Linked DNA regions of Triticum aestivum: region 1 is linked to region 2. Evidence: chromatin contacts called from public Hi-C data. All regions are on one chromosome and are shown on one strand. The core of a region is the stretch at or near the end of the contact, and the rest is flanking DNA. Distances in the headings are between cores, read along the strand shown.

Region 1 (3,487 bases), core at 548-3,047, 840 kb before region 2:
ATTTAGGAGTGCAACCACCTGCACTCTACTTTGCAGGAGTACTTGAGAAGCTCAGGATGGTCCTCTGTCTGGCCGCTGAAATCCACAGCACAAGTTCAGTTCAGGTTTTGTTTTGAGCCATGGAAGGAACCACTGTGGATTTAAAAAACCAACCTGAAGCTTGGGAGTGACATTTTGATTGCCGGACCCATCCACTTGTTGCGTTTATGTGATCCTCTTGACGCTTCTGCATAATTAGTGAGTGAAACATGGCACTGAATTAAAAAGGTGAAGTTCCAAAAAGAAAACCCAGAGATTTTAAAGTTGAAATTCTTAAGACATGTTGTACGATAAGGCTTGTAACTTGACCTTGTAAGATGCATTCCAGTAAAGTAGTCATTCAGACTTCAAAATCATTCCAGTAAAAAGAGGAGTAGATCATAAGAGTTGATGCATTTAACATAGAACAAGTTATAAATTACCGTTCAGCGGCAGGCTGATGTTGCACAAATGCCTTGATGACGATCCCGAGGCCTCCTTGATCTCGACCCTGCGGTAATTCTCTTGCTTGGAGAAGCCTGAACCCATTCCGAGAATGTTGAGGAAGTTGTTTGGTTTATTTCTGAGCACAGAAGCTTCGGTCTATCCTCCATGTGAGCAAAGTTCATGTTACAAATCTCTTAAACATTTGTAAAAGCTAATGGTAATTAAAAGTGCTATGTGTACCTGTGAGAATGCCGCGACATGGCTTGGAAGCCCTACTTCCTGCATTAGCGACAGTGACATTGATTAGGAAAATAGTACCAGCAGAGAAGAATTGGCCTGAACCGGGAAGGAATCATAGATGGACACTGTTGGCAGTTTGGCACCTTGCGTCCATGCCGGCAGGCTTCAGCGCTGTTTACTAGCACCCGGGCAGCCCAACTGTTACACAGGTTCGGACAGCAAATCAGCAGAGCGCACAACTACGACCGCTTTCTTTCTTAATGAAAAGAAAAACTGAAGAGGATAGATGGCATCACTGATTAAGCAAGTTATCTTAGGCATCGCTCGGGTAAGTCAGAGGGTTAGTCCAAATGGATTACAGATAGGCAGCACGGTTGTCCATGCCAGAGGGAGCAAGCACAGCGAGCGGATGAGATAATTAATGGTTGCTGGTTTAACACAAGTGGAGCTCAAGCACAGTGAACTGATCAAGTGGGCGTTGTTTACAATGAAGTGAAAGGCTCCAGATTGATATCTGCCTGTTTTGTAATGCAAGTTGTGCCAGTTGATCGATTCTATTCGCATTCCCCAAGCAGGCAATCACTCACTAGTGGAATTAGAAGCGATTAAACTAGGACAAAAGAAGAAGAAGAGCAACTCACGCGCAAGAAGTCGGCGGGTTCCACACAATGCCGGCGATCACCACGAGCTGCCAAGCAAAGCTCGTCAGAAAAACGTACGGGAAAACGGGGCAGCAGGGAGGGGATGAAGATGATGATGACCTCGTCGAACTGTCCGGCGGGGCTGTCGTGGTAGCGCGCCAGGAACATGCCGCCGAGCGTGTAGCCGAAGGCCTCCACCAGGCGCAGCTCCTTGGGCACGAACGCCCGCGCCGTCGCCGCCTTCACCAAATGCAGCTGGTACAATGCGCTGCAACGCACACGCACACCAAAAGAGTCAGTCGCCCGCGCCCCGCCGCACGCCGCCGCCCTGGCCATCCATGGTGAGCGGGAGAGAAAAGAAGAGGAGGCACTTGCCTGCCCTTGAACACCCATGGCGGCCCGTGCCGGTACCCGGCGGCGGGCTTGCCGTCCTCGGCCTCCATGGATGGATGCAGCGGCGGCCGTGCGAGAACGAGAAGCCAGGCACTGACCAGTGGTTTGATCAAGCGGCTGAAGAAGAGCTGGGCAAGGGAGGGGACCAGCGGAGCAAAGCAGCTTGGGTTTTCTATGCGAGGAAGGAAGCGAGGAGGAAGGAAGCTGGCGATGAATGATGTTTTAGTAATGAAGTGATGCTTGGGATGCTGCGGGTGCAGGGGATCTCGAGCCTTATCCGGTGTACAGAGGGCGCTGGTTTAGAGGCTGGGGGGCGATGGTGATGTCATCATCACTTCACCGTGGAGATCCATGGAAGGGCCCCATCGACTGACTGAGCGCCTGATTGATACCGGAGGTGTGTGTGGCTGGCGGCCGTTTGCTGCTGCGGTTTCCGTGGCTCGAGTGAGAGTGACAGTGACATGGGGAAAGGGACGGCACTGTGTTTCTTGTGTGGCTGCTTGGTTGGGATGGTAAACTGCGTCACGCGTGCAGGTGCAGGTGCAGGTGCAAGTCACCGGCACCGGCTAGGGGGATGCACCGGCCGGCGACGAGCATTTGACAAGAATATTGATTGATTTCTCTGCGGATAACCATGATCCATGTGCAGTAGATTTTCAGAGGATGCCTCACAAATTGCTTCACATGATACCGGGGGTGTTTGGTCATTTGCCCGATATTTGTTGGGCGCTTAATCGTTTGCCCCCACATTACTTTGTTTTCTCAATAAACAGAGAAATGGCATGGATACCACTGTGGCATTTTTGCAAAAAATAATAATAATCTAATCTTCTATTAACCTTGCTCGACCCAACCCGAGTACCCGACGAGCTTGATCTATTTCGTCCTCGCTCGTTCGTTCCTGCTCCTTTTTTCCTAGAAAGAAGGTTGTCGTCCTGCTTTATATTAATAAAGCCCTTACAACAAACGATACAACACAACACCACACAATAAAGAGAAAAGGAGAAGAAGAAAAAAACACAGGCAAGATACAAGGGTGCTCAGGAGCAACAACAAAGCTCAGACACAGAAGCAATGAGGCATTGGAGCCCCAACCATGATCAGAGGACCGGAGGAAGAAGGAGGCTAGCTCGAGAAGGATATCAGCCGTCAACAGAGGTCGTGCATCGCCATCGTTTGGGCAACTCGCACAACAACACCATTGTAACGCCCTCGATGCGGCTATAGCTCCCACGTGTCGAGGCACGACTTAGAGGCATAACCGCATTGAAAGCAATGTCGCAAGTCAGGCAATCATTACAACATCCCATGTAATATATAATAAAAGGGGGAGATAACATAGTTGGCTTACACTCGCCACGTCACATCAGAGTACATAAATAACATCCATCAAACAAATCACTCATGGCCCGACTGCGGTGCCAAAATAGAAAAGACCCCCAACATGCGACAAGGTCCTGAATCGATAACCCCAACTAGGCACCATGTGACGCCCCCGATTCAATCGTACACTAATCATACACGCAAATGTGTACGATCAAGATCAGGGACTCACGGGAAGATATCACAACACAACTCTACAAATAAATAAGTCATACAAGCTTCATAATACAAGCCAGGGGCCTCGAGGGCTCGAATACAAATGCTCGATCATAGACGAGTCAGCGGAAGCAACAATATCTGAGTACAGACATAAGTTAAACAAGTTTGCCTTAAGAAGGCTAACACAAACTGGGGTACAGATCGAA
Region 2 (3,553 bases), core at 12-2,511:
TTTTCTAGGAAATTGACACTTCGGCTTATCAATCCAGTACTATTTTCTTCATCTTACTAGCTTGAGATTGTTTCAAAGGAAGTATTGACTATCTAAATGGCTAAGAAGTCATGTGATCATAATACATTACTACTTTCTTCATGTTATATGCTTACATGGGAGAATGAATTGGTTAAAGAGGACAACAAATACCATTTTAATTTGAAGTGGTACAGTCTTGCGGAAAAACTTTTTAACAGAACTTTGAGATTTACATGTATCCGACTTATGCACATAATGGCCACACACTATGGAGGAACTTTTTAATTGATGAAATGACGTATGACAGGAACTCCTGGTGATTTATGATTCATGTAAGCCTTAGGAATATTTTAGCCGCATCATAGGAAAAATAATTTGAAAGAGAGAGTTGTGGTGAATTCAGCTATCATGATGTTAACTTGCTTCCTTTAATTGAAACTTGGCTATCATGGTGTTTACTGTCCTTCGTTCGTGCTTGCTTTGACATTGCTATGCAAAATTGATGCTTATGTATCTTAATGTGGATCATGTTTGTAAGATCAAGTGTATTGTCTGGTGACCTCGAAACACCATGGCTTTTATGGTACTCTTGTTGCATTGAAAATTGTTGACTCTAGTAGCAACGCACAGGCAATTACCTAGTAGAAAAACTGGGGAAAGATTCTACCTTGGCCTCCGCAAGAAGCATGACTAGCTCATCCGGATCCTCCCTTCTTATGCTCCTCTCGTCGATGTCCGCGGTCTGAAACCAAGAAACCCAATCCACTCAAGGAATAGCTTCAATTCTTTCTAAAGGAAACTATAACTGACAGCCCAACCCACCATGACTTGGAACTCGAACCCCATCTCGTTGAGGATGTTCTTCCTGGCCACTGACGAAGACCCCAGGATCAACTGCGACAAATTCACTCAACACATGTCACGCACTGAGACTAGCGGTGAGCCAAACGAAGGGGCTTGTTAACCGTGAGGCGAACCTTGAATGGCTGGGGGTTCGCGGTGGGGGAGGAGGATGTGGTCATTGGGGTCACGCCGGAGAGAAGGCGGGCTTCAGAGTGGCGGCGCGGAGGGGAGAGGAGGCGCTGCGGGTGGGTTCCGAGAAGATGCGGCGGCCGCTGTTGAGGACGGGGTGCGGCGGTCGCATATGGCGCCACCGGGCATAGGAGATTGCAGGGACGGTGGGAAGATTGCATTTTTCCTCCAGTCAGTAATAAATTCAACGTGGAAGAAAGAAATTTTGTACGCGACATTTTGCATCTGTCGCATATGTAAGAAGTCCTATATATAGTAATCCCTCCGTCCGGAATTTCTTGTCACGGAAATAGATGTATCTAGACGTAGTTTAGTTATAAATACATCCACTTTTATTCATTTTCGCCACATGTAATTTGGGAGTATGACCTAAAACTGGGTATGTCTCTAAAATGAGCCAAAACATCCCCTACTCAGATTAGAGCATCTCTGGCCGAATGCATAAATTTTCGTCCCTTATACGCATTCTCAAATTTCAAGCGGTTCCTCTCCGACTCCTAAAAGCATCTTTAATAGAAGCACCGGCGAGGAAGAAGGCTTCCACAGTCAAACCACGTGGTGGCGGCTCGAAGCGGCCGCTGCACGACCCTGTCGTGGCTTCATCCCGGCCGGAGAAGACGAAGGCGGCCGCGGCTGCTGATGTTTCTTCGTTGTCATCGTCGTCTGCGGCTGTGTGTTGTTGTTGCTGCTGGCGCACCTCCTCCCCTTCCCCCCTGTCCCGTCGCCGACGTGGTGGCATCGTCTCCAACTTTTTTGATGAAATGCCGCAAAGGTATTAAATATTCTTCTTCTTCTTCATTGTTCTTTTGTCGTATTGATATCAATAGAATGTGAGATTGTGTGTGCATGCATTTGTAATCTTGATGATGATACATTTATGCACTTGACAAATGTTGTGAATGAAGATTTTGTTTTTCAAGTTTTTTCATCCCAAAAATATGATATGCCATATGATGATGAGAATCTTGACAGACGAGATGTATGGCTTGGAAGCGAGTCTCTCTTGATGCCTCCGTCGGAATTGACTAATTGGCTAGCACATGTTAAAAGCGCATCAAAGAATTATTGATGAACGGAACACAAGTGGCCATTATCGACCATTGGATTCTATTCGGCATCGACGGTCCACTATAAACGTCGAATGTCAAAAATGTGGGGGTTGCTTGGTCAATGCCGATCGCATGAACCCAAGTGGTTGCAATGAAACGGACATGGTAATTGCTTGCTACATTCAAATGCTTTCTCTAAGTATGCATATGTTCCTAATTAACCGAGTTTCTTTATTGTTTATGTAGCTCATGCTTGCTCAAGGTTTCTTCCAAGAAAGAGCGAAGAACGGGAATAAGAATAAGAATAAAAGAAAATCGTTCACTTTCCAACTTTCTTACGAAGAGCTCGAGCATGAGGAGAAGTGGAAGGATCATGAAGCTTTTGAAGTTCCTAGGAGGAAGAGCTTGGTTGTTGATCGTGATGATGACGGTGTTGGTGGTGAGGAGGGGAGGATGAGCCCCACTCCTCACTCGATTCCTCCTCCCCCTCCTCACTCGGTTGCCAAGCATATAGGCCCGATGGAAGGAGAAAAGGGGGTCAAAGGCTGGAGACAATGATCTTAAAGAAGGATTTGAAGCCATTGTCATTGCGAGAAAAGAGTATGCTGAATAAAAAAGAGTCTTGAAATTGAAAGAAATGGAGGAGATGGCGAGCGACTGCTACTTCTCGAGCATGCGTTGGTTTTTTCTTTGAAGAGGAAAGGGTGATACAACAAAGTAGAGATAAGTATTTCCCTCAGCTTGAGAACCAAAGTATCAATTCAGTAGGAGACAACACACAAATAACTGAATACCTGCACAAACAATCGAACAAACTTGCACCCAACACGATAAAGGGGTTGTCAATTCCTTCACGGTTACTTGCAAGAGTGAGATCTAATAGAGATAGATAAACGATATAGTAAATATTTTTGGTATTTTTGGTTTATAGATCGGAAAGTAAAAGATTACAAGAATAGTAGATCGGAAACTAAGATTGTAGATCGGAAACTTATATGATGGAAAATAGACCCATGGGCCATAGGTTTCACTAGAGGCTTCTCTCAAGATAGAAAATAATACGGTGGGTGAACAAATTACTGCCGAGCAATTGATAGAAAAACGCAAAGTTATGACGATATCTAAGGCAATGATCATGAATATAGGCATCACGTTCGTGTCAAGTAGACCGAAACGACTCTGCATCTACTACTATTACTCCACACGTCGACCGCTATCCAGCATGCATCTAGAGTATTAAGTTCATAAAGAACGGAGTAATGCATTAAGTAAGATGACATGACGTAGAGGAATTAACTCAAGCAATATGATGAAACCCCCATCTTTTTATCCTTGATGGTAACAATACAATACGTGCCTTGCTTCCCCAACTGTCACTGGGAAATGACACCACAAGATTGAACCCAAAGCTAAGCACTTCTCCCATTACAAGAAAAACCAATCTAATTGAC

What was found. Hi-C and Micro-C count contacts between places; a contact is called where the count stands out from the background.
Region 1: a Hi-C map of leaf shows a contact between it and region 2, with 9 times the contacts expected there. The contact joins the promoter of LOC123122963 here to the promoter of LOC123122942 in region 2. A contact is called at or near these places in 2 of 5 Hi-C or Micro-C datasets (both in leaf).

The regions. Positions count from the first base shown.
Region 1 is chr1B:341,953,015-341,956,501 of IWGSC CS RefSeq v2.1, reverse strand. It overlaps LOC123122963 (protein NEOXANTHIN-DEFICIENT 1), which reads right to left and starts at 1,797. Exons shown (of 9, transcript XM_044543351.1): 1 at 1,722-1,797; 2 at 1,467-1,614; 3 at 1,347-1,393; 4 at 849-903; 5 at 706-744; 6 at 462-621; 7 at 154-226; 8 at 19-75. The coding sequence starts at 1,789.
Region 2 is chr1B:341,110,939-341,114,491 of IWGSC CS RefSeq v2.1, reverse strand. It overlaps LOC123122942 (7-methyl-GTP pyrophosphatase), which reads right to left and starts at 1,261. Exons shown (of 11, transcript XR_006460436.1): 1 at 999-1,261; 2 at 844-915; 3 at 689-763.